2 separate regions of the Mus musculus genome follow, and region 1 is linked to region 2. Evidence: chromatin contacts called from public Hi-C data. All regions are on one chromosome and are shown on one strand. The core of a region is the stretch at or near the end of the contact, and the rest is flanking DNA. Distances in the headings are between cores, read along the strand shown. Region 1 has its middle 66 kb from the start of Gm35039. Region 2 holds the start of Kcnab1 (potassium voltage-gated channel, shaker-related subfamily, beta member 1).

What was found. A called contact is a pair of places that touch in the nucleus more often than the background predicts.
Region 1: a contact with region 2 is called in a Hi-C map of the N1E-115 cell line, with 2.8 times the contacts expected there. The contact joins the enhancer-like site here to the promoter of Kcnab1 in region 2. A contact is called at or near these places in 4 of 484 Hi-C or Micro-C datasets (the N1E-115 cell line, embryonic stem cells and myocytes), 2 of 115 datasets of contacts at active chromatin or transcription factors (astrocytes and embryonic stem cells) and 1 of 9 other capture datasets (embryonic stem cells).

Annotation. Positions count from the first base shown.
Region 1 is chr3:65,860,111-65,864,750 of GRCm38.p6, forward strand. No RefSeq gene overlaps it. Among named protein-coding and RNA genes, the nearest start is that of Gm35039, 66 kb to the right of the region's middle. Within about 2 kb of position 3,366, at least 111 of the 459 cell types and tissues checked have an H3K27ac peak or open chromatin away from gene starts, as enhancers often do. A contact at or near this core is called in the N1E-115 cell line and astrocytes, where this site is marked.
Region 2 is chr3:65,107,226-65,111,821 of GRCm38.p6, forward strand. Kcnab1 (potassium voltage-gated channel, shaker-related subfamily, beta member 1) reads left to right here and starts at 1,789. Exons shown (of 14, transcript NM_010597.5): 1 at 1,789-2,767. The coding sequence starts at 2,547.

The DNA of each region.
Region 1 (4,640 bases), core at 2,116-4,615, 750 kb after region 2:
TTATAAACCTACCTTAGGCAGCACGGATTGCCATTGTCAAAGAGCTGAAGTTTAAGAAGCCTTGCCTAGAGCGTGTCTTAGCCTCTCACCAGCCCAGCTGTCGCTGACTAAACAGAAATAAGCAGAACAGAGCAAGAACAACCTGAAAACCTGCACGGAGTCCTCAGCCATCAACACTTAATGTAGTAGCCAGGAATGATAGCAGTACTTGTCTGTGATCCCAGCACTGGAAAATCAGAAGCAGGAAAACCAGGGGTCTGACACAATGCTGGACTTACATGCAAAGTTTGAGGCCAGCCTGAAGTCAATAACAATAGTAATAGTAATAATAATAATAATAATAATAATAATTCAGTCCTAGTGACTCCCTTTGACAAGTCTGAAGTCCACCGGGTATCTAGCCTCTCTGTGTCACTTCCAGTGACAAAAAGCATTAAGTGGAATCCCAGTCCCCTGAAAGTCGCCCATCTCAGATGGGCAGCCATGACTGGGCAGAGGTAGAAAGGTGATGTAGACACTAAATAAGAAGTAAAGGCTCAAGCCCTGTGCACGCCAGGAGCTGAGCATGATGAGGGACAATGGGGGGGTGGGGGGGAGTCAGGTTATCCCAGGGGACTAGGTGGCATTAAAGGAATATAAGAGAAAGGCTGGGCGAGCGTCCATACGCACCTCCATTATCCTCTTACTCTCACTAAAATATTCAACCCGTGCTTCCAGGCACAGGAAGATAAAGACAGCATATTCCCACTCTCTGAGTGCTAGCAGCCAAGCCAGGATGATGCAATTCAAACACAAAGAAGCAGAATACAAAAACACCTTTTGGAGAGAGAGGTACAGCAGGTGCCCGTCACAATGTTTAGAAAAAGAAGGAAAGCTCCCATGTGGTGGAACCACATGGAGATTGGACCTTAGTCAGCTGATGGCCCTGCTGGGACCGACCTGAGCTTGCCCAGGAGCCCAGGGCAGGGTCACAACAGGGGTCAGCCATCCTACTGACAAGAATTTCCATGGATGGGTAAGGAGCAGGCGTCAGGCAGGGAGTTCTGGCTCAAAGCATCCTTCCTGGCTGGTCTTTGGCTACTCAACAAAACTCTCTGAGCTGTGCTTTCTTGTTCATTTCTCTTTCCAAGCAACAAAAGTCTGATCAATCATCATTCAGAACTTCACACTGCAGGAAGGAAGCCTCGAGGACATCAATGACAAGACGATCAGTATCCATTCGGTTCCAGGAGAACCAGCAACCCTCCCTTACTCACAAGCTTCATCCAGCAACAGCAGCTACCTAGGTGAAAAGCCACTGGCTTTGAAGATGTGCTAGGAATTCCAGTGGCCGAGCTGCTTTCCAGGGCTGCTAACAAGCATTGGGACTGACTGCCCCGTGAGCTCTCTCCTCTGACAATGAAGCAACAGAAAGGTCAGCGGCCGGACACAGAAAGAGGAGAAGGGTCCTGAATAAACACAGACAGTTTAATCAACCATGAAGAAACCCAAGAGTTGACTGAAAGTGCTTTGTCAGGGCAGAAGGGAGGGCCTCTGCCCTCGGAGAAAGGCGAGGAAGGTTGGAGGTCACCTCACTGACCACAGAGGCTGCCTTGGTGCAAATGTTAGTGGGAAGACTCACAAAAACCAGAAGGGCTTAGAGAGAGAGAAAGGGAGGGGGGAGAGAGGGAGCAAGAGAGAGGGAGGGGAAGGGGAAGCCAGCATTTGGGCGTTTTCCAGAGGACTGGGCAAACAAATGTTCCCTGGAAAGAAGACAAAAATATCTTAGTTCAATAGGAAGGGAAGACACATCTACCGTGAGGACTGGAGAATCCGTTAGCCCCTCAGGTTTTCATCCTTCAGGCCTGTCATCTCTGATCCCGGATTCCTTGGGGTATTTGAAAAATTGCTTTATTTGAATTACATCAGTGTCTTTTACATTTAAAACCATCAAGGTCAAACTATGTTGATATGTGGAAGGGAATTTAGATGAAGGGGGGGGGGGGGTGAGTCCTCTCTCTGGCCCTGTAATTACTTTCTTTGTAAGCCTGAATACCCAATCAGATGAATGTCTTCTCCACGCATCTTGTCACCTTTAAACAAAGGAATCTGGAAGCCACAGCAACATCTGTGTCCAAATATAGCCAAGCCTGTTTATTTTATTTTAATTGAAAATCAAATGACTTTAGATGAACAAATCATTTAGAAACAGCACATTTTTAGGTAATTCTTAAGATCATTTTGCCAACCAAGAAAGCAGCTTGATGTCAGGCTGTCTTCATAGGATCTTCTGAGCTGTGATGCTATCAGCGTGAAATCAGGGAGAGCATTCAAAAAAAAAAAAAAATCAGGGATGGCTTGAAGTGATTTGCACAAGAATTCTCGTTCCACAGGAAACCCACGTTCTAGACACAGGCTGACCCTTCCCTTGTAAGTAAGCTCACTCACGTCATTTGCTTACTTTTTTCTCAGCACAATTAAAGATGCAATTCATTAAAAGTCACAAAACGTTGTTTTGACAGACATTTCTATTAATGCTAGCAAACACGGAGCCAGTTCTAAGCCAACGCCGCCCTCACCTCTGCAAGTGGGAGAGTGGCTTTCAGACCCTCAGAGTTCCCATGAGTGACTCACACCTGCAGTGATCTTCCAGTCTGGGGTCTGGCCTGACAAATGCTTATTCCTTTAGGCTCACTGTGGTTTCTTTTAGAGGCAAGCCTGTGTGCTCAACAGTTTATGAAAGGGTAATAGGAACAGGAAGATAGTCGTGTTGTTTTTTCCTCGACCCTTGAGGATTAAGAATAAAAATTAAGCCAATTAAGGGGCCCCGATTGCCCTGAATGTCTTAGGAGGAAATGACTTTTTAAGGCATGTGGGAGTTATTAAAAAAAATATATCCCTTGGAATATTTCCTTCTGTGTGTTGATACACAGAGGCCTGTGGAATGGGCTCTCAGAAGGAAACAGTGACTTGGATAGAAACCACGTTGCTGTTGTAAATAGAAAGAGGTCAAGAGAGAGGTCGTATGCAGTTTTCCAGTTATCTTCTCATTGTGAGAAGTCACTGAATTCAGATACATCATGAATACTCTGGATAATGAAGGATCCCCCCAAACCATGTGTGGTAAGAAAAACATCAGGGATCTTTCTTTTTTTTTCTTCCTTCCCCCCCTCCTCCCCTTTTATTCTATTTATTGACATTCACCTTGAACCGTACAGTTTGGTTGTCATACTTTTCGGTGTCTGATGTCACAGGCAAACCATGCAGTATCAATGAGACTGTGACAGGCCGGAAGAGAGAGGCTTAGCCTCGCCTTTTGCATAGCACAAACAGCCTAGTGTGTTGGTGTGAGGCTGATTGCCTTGTGAGGGACCGGCCTCCTGCCTGGGATGTTCTCCGTCCTCTGTCTGCCCCCTAGTGGAAAGGTGAGGAATATGTGGGAGTTCGCTGAGGGTGTCTGAACGGAATCTGAAGTAAGGCTTCTTGAGACCTTCCTTCTACAGCCCCGTTTTCAAGCATGGCCTCTTCTTCACTCGGAGGAGAAGAACGCCAGCTCATTGAGTATTCTGCAGCCTCCCTAGAATGAATACCTCCATTTTGGTGTGCTTTTTCTAAGGCCTTCAGTCTGCCTGTGACAACCCTAATCCCCACGTCACGACACTTTCGCATGTGCAATCAGCGCCAGACACTTTTCCCAGGACGTGAAAATTATTCTTAGAGTCCCACAAACTAAAGAGTCCCACAGCACAGTGCTGTGCTGTTGAGCATGCTGCCACCACAAAAGCCCTGCGTTTCCCAGAATGTGTCTCTGGGATTTGTCATTTATTCACGAGAAACCTGCTGGTTGCCAGACACTTGGTTCTGGAGACACACAAACACTTGGCCAAGGCTCCTTCCTAGGGAAGCCTGTGGCCCAGAGAAGGAACAGTCTATCCTTGATTGCCACAGGATTCGGTCTGTGTTCCTACATACCCACGCTGCGCTGCAGTAGCAAAACCCATGGGGGCAGAGCCAGGGGATTGGTTCCAAATTCTAGTCACAACAAAGCTAAGCCAGCGAGTGCTTTGTTCAAATGACTCAGGTAGATAAATGAGGCCAGCACAGGCCGTCCTGACACCACACACCTCTAGAATGCCCTGGCTGTGCTCGGAGCCTCTGATGTCACCCGGTATTTTCATCCCTCCCCAAGTCAGAGTGTTCTGTGTCAGCTATGCGGATGTTGCTAAGGGGCTGGCCAGTTTCGCGGTGCGCTCCCTTAGCCGACCTGCATGCTCTCCCTGCTCTGGTGGCAGTCGGCTCGTGCCAGCCCTCCGCACTGCTTCGCTCATTTCAAGCCTCACTTTGGTTTTTGTTTTCTTCTTGAATCCCATTTTCTGCATTGCTGATTCCCAGATATGAAAGACCTAGAAAGGACGGATGAGCATTTCAATGACCCCAAAGCACTCTGTGTCGGGTATACAGACTCATACTTAAGGGTAATGGTGTTATTATTGGTATCGGAAATGCTGGAAGAAGAAAAACAAGATTGATATTCGAGGCTTCTGGCTCATGACAAGAATTAATGCAGAGAGGGTGGAGTCAGTGCTAGCTTGATAGTGAGACATCCAATGCAGGAGGATGCCTGCACAGAGCCCGGACAAGATGGCCTGTTTCCTGGGCCT
Region 2 (4,596 bases), core at 539-3,038:
CCCCTGCCCACCTCCCCTCCCCCAAAGCCAGTGGCCAAGTTAAAGTCCCTGGTTCCTGACCCCTCGGGTCTGAAGGGCATCACCTCCCTCTGTTGTTCCCAGCCTGCTTTTTTCCCACTTTCCTTTTCTAAAAGCTCTTTCTTTTGATTCCTCCCACTTCTTCCTCTTCTCATTTTGACTGCTTTCCCAATTCACGTTGATCATCTCCGATGAGCTGGCTTAGTGTGCAAAAATAAAGGTTCCTATGATCTGCTTCCTCTCTACCCACTGTTTATTCCAAAGATTAAAGAAAGGTACGTCCCAGTATTCCTGCCTGGGTGAAAAGAAGAGGTGCCCACTTAACCCTGCCACCCTCAGTCATCCTAAATATCCTCTGTTAATGAACATACTGATTTTCCTAAGGGAAAGAGTGAAAATATATAGAGGATCAAGAATTGGATGCCACAATGTGGTTTAAATCTTATCTTCAGGTTCAAAGTTGTTAAGAGTAATAATATCTTGAGTGGATCTCAACACAAGCACAGAGTCTCCTTGAGGATTTCACTTCTGCAACTTCATTTGCTTGGGCAGAAGTGGCCAGAGCAGCTGTTTTATTTATTAATTTATACAGGCAGGCTATGTCATCCGTGAACATGCTTCCCTGTACTCCTGATAATCAGATCAGACCCATGGGTCCTGCCACAGGGGAGTCCATACCTTTGGGAGGGCTGTTGAGTCTTCGTGTGCTTCCTGAAACTCTGGACATTGTCATGTGTCCCAGTAGCCAAGTCAGATTATAAGAGAAGCTCCACTGAAGTGTTGTAATGGATCGAAATGAAGAAATGTTCTCCAGGCTCCTGAAATTCATTCTTTTTTCATTCTGTTGTGCTTAGTGTGGGTACCACTCCCGTGGACACATAGAGTATGATTTTCAACATAATCAGTCTCTGAAGACCGAGTGCTTTGTCCTTCCCACCCAGATTGCCTGCTCCTTACGAACTGAGACACAGCTTCCTAAATTTCCCTCCATATTGATCTCTATTGCCAAGAACAGAGATGGATTCACAAATAGCGTTTGTTGTTTCTTCCTCCTTGACAGTGGGGTCTGTTGGGGATCACATTTAGAAAGAAGCTTTTGGAGAAGATATAATTTAACCAAATTCATAGGACGAGTTATTTCTCTCATACTTCAAATGGAGAGATGAATTATCAACTAATTGATAGTTTGGTCTGAGCAGGTTTCTTGAGCAGTTGCTCTGAATGGAACATCCAGCCAAACAAGAAATGCATCTTATATGGGTTCAGGCTCAGCTCACAGAACTTCTTGCTGCCCATCCCTGTGGCCATGACAATATATATGGATCCTGTTACTTTCCTGACCTGTTTCTCCCCCATTGCACCTACCCCCACCTGTATCCTCCAGCGGGGAGGACCCATTGCTCCCTGCAGCATCCCAGACGTCTCTACTCTGGTATTTTAAATAAATTTGCAGTACGTTAGCAGACCCCACTCCATCCAGACTGCACTGTGGCTTTTCAGGAAACTTCTAACTTATCTGCATAAGAAATAACATGCAGAGGGGATATGAACCCTGACAAGGCTAATATCTGAATTCCAAGCTGTGTTCCAGCAAGTCAGAAGAGCATTCACGTGTTAATCAGTAGTGTGCTGTTCTCAGAGCACCCCACTCAGCCTCCCCAACTCAGCCTTTTCAACTCCTGCGCTGCAGCAAAATTTGGTGGCATCTAGGCAGAGCCCCCTGATGGAACAGCCCTCCCAGTCCTGTTCCAGTAAGGAGTGGTCACAGTGATCTTTCCTTCCCACTGCACACAAAGGCAAGGCGCTCCTTAAAGGGACCTCCCAGCTCTTCTATGCAGTCGCTAACCAAGTAAGTGCTGGCTCAGGAGACCCAGCTTTTGCCCGAGGATGAGTGGGGAGGGGTCTTGAGAAGCCTCCACCTCCGCATTCTCCTAAGCACAGGAGCGAGGTAGTTGGCAGGCATAGTGGATGGAGACCACGGGTCCGCGGGGTCCTGCTTGCTGTGAGCTGCTTCTTGGGATGCTCCTCTCCAGTTGAGCCTCCTGCCTGTGATCCAGAGGGTGCTAGCAGCGCATCTTGCGGTATGCCTGCGTTGCTTTGAGCCAGCGCCCAGAAACCAGCCCTCTGCATTCAGGCACCTCGGACTGGCTCCAGGCAGGGCTGTGTGCAGTCACCATGAATGCTCAGCTCTAGGCTTCTGCACCAGCCTCCTGACCACATGGATCTGGCTGTTTAATCAGCCGAGATCACAGCCTGGGAAGATTGGAGAGGCTGATTCGCGCTCCAGCTGCCGAGGCAACTTCCAGCTTGGCTGTTTACTTCTTTGGGTCCCGGGGACTCTGTCCTGCCCCTCAGCCTCTTCTGCCACTGTGTGGGTCCTGAAGTCAGCTGCTGGGACTCCTCTGAAGGCATCCAGGAAGGGGGGCAAGAGGGGTTAAAAGACAGCCGAAATCCCCCCAACTGCTCACCCTCTGCCGACCGCCTGTGTTGTGGGGTTCTGAGAGGACCTTGCTCTGTCCTGGGAAGCAATGCAAGTCTCCATAGCCTGCACAGAGCACAATTTGAAGAGTCGAAATGGTGAGGACCGACTTCTGAGCAAGCAGAGCTCCAACGCCCCCAATGTGGTGAACGCAGCCCGGGCCAAATTCCGCACTGTCGCTATCATCGCTCGCAGCCTGGGGACCTTCACCCCTCAGCATCACATTTCTCTCAAAGAGTCCACCGCAAAGCAGACTGGCATGAAATATAGGTATGGTGAGGTCCCTCTGCCCGGGGTTTCTGTGTTCTTTGACGGTTCAGCCAGGCAGTTGTTCCTGTTTGAAAGTGACTTAACTCAGCGCTTGTTTGCTTAATTTAGAATTCTCAGGTGTTTGCTTTGAAATTAGCCTTTTGTGGGGGGAGAGCTGAAAAGGGCCAAGCTGCTGTGCATGCACAAGTGCGATCTTTAAGATGTGGCCCATTTTTTTATATTCTAAGTGTTACGAACACCTTAGGACCATAATGAGTTCCAGAGAGCGGAGAAAACACACCTAAGAGCTAGGAACTCTTTTCTACTAGGACAGTTTGTCAAGAGCAGAAGTGTTTGTCCTGCTTGATGCACAGGCTGTCGATTCTACGCTTATGCTTTTCAGAATAGTTTCCCATCCCACGCTGCACTCTTCCCTTTGAGAGACCGAGGGAACATGTTAAGCCCAGCTCTTATTAAGGAAGGTTTGTGGTAGCAAGAAACACCTACAACGGTGTTAGAGACTGAACACTGCTGTACTGAAATCTAAATTACTGCCTGAAGTGAATGAAGTGCGACTGTTGTTAAATACAGGGGACCAGCTTTTCAGTGCCGGTGAATGTCTGTGTCCCTGTCTCCTGTATCACAACTGAATTGGTTGTTTTCGTAGATAGAAATCTTCCTGTAGTAAAAACAGTTCTCCGTTCCATAATGCGATCCCTGCCACTTCATTATGTTTGCTTTGCATCAGCACTCTGGCCATGGGCTCCGTAGCCCCGCTGTAGTTCCTCTGCACTTCTCAGTATTTAGGGACCCAAAGAAGAGCAGCAGCTGACACATCCTCCGAGGTCTTCGGCTCTTCTCATTTGCAGGTGTAACTGGTCATTGTTTTCCTTTTTTCTCTCCCTCGTTTGCTAGAGACCAGATTTTAGGATAAGATGGATGAACTCCGGACAATTAAAATACTGTACGTTTAAGATTGTGCTGTCTGTATGAAGTAAGCCGTTAAACTTCTCTAGAGAAGTTGGCCTTGATGAAAGTTTATCTGCAGATTTAAGGGAAGCCTCCCACTGCAACAGCAAGTCTTCTTGTCCTTCTGATGTTTTCAAGCCACTGAGAAAGAAAACCTGTCAACAGACTGGGAAGCCAGCCAGAGCAGTAGCTCTGGGCCACAACTGCAGGGTGAGGGCAAGCCACCAAATGAACCCCCTGACTGTGGTCCATTCCCTCCAAGTGTCAGCATTGTGAGCCCTCTTCTTTCCTTTGCTTTTCTGATGGACAGACGGCCCCATCCAATGACTTCTCCAAATGAGACCTCGGTCTCTAGTTCTCTGGCAGTTTCTGTGTAGCTGCTGTGGCACAGATGTAGCCTTAGTCCTGTGCATGGTAGGTGCTGCTGGGCCAATAGCTAAGCTGCTGGGGGAGATAAGCTGTTGCCTCCTGGACAGAGTCCAAGAGCAAGACACATCAGGGTGAGGTGGCTCCAATGGGGGCCTGCAGAGTTTGAGAGAACAATAAACAGTTTTCCCCTAAGGCAGAAGTTTAAAAGTCACACCCCTCCTGTCTGTGGTCACACCTTCATAGTTGTCTTGCAGGGGATTGTCATGGAACAGTTTGGTCTTACTGGGCTATTGCAGTCAGGGGCTCTCTGTTAAGGTTTCCTATCAACACAGTTGAACTTGGATTGGACTGTAACTGTCGAATTCCCCAGAAGGTCGGTGTGGGAACCACTCATTTGGATGTCTCTCCTCCCTTGCAGCTAAGCACAGCTCTTCACTAACAATCATCTGGGTTCTTCAGCACTCTTGAGTTTGTGGTAACCAAACATAATGGTTCTTTTCCACTCCTCTTCT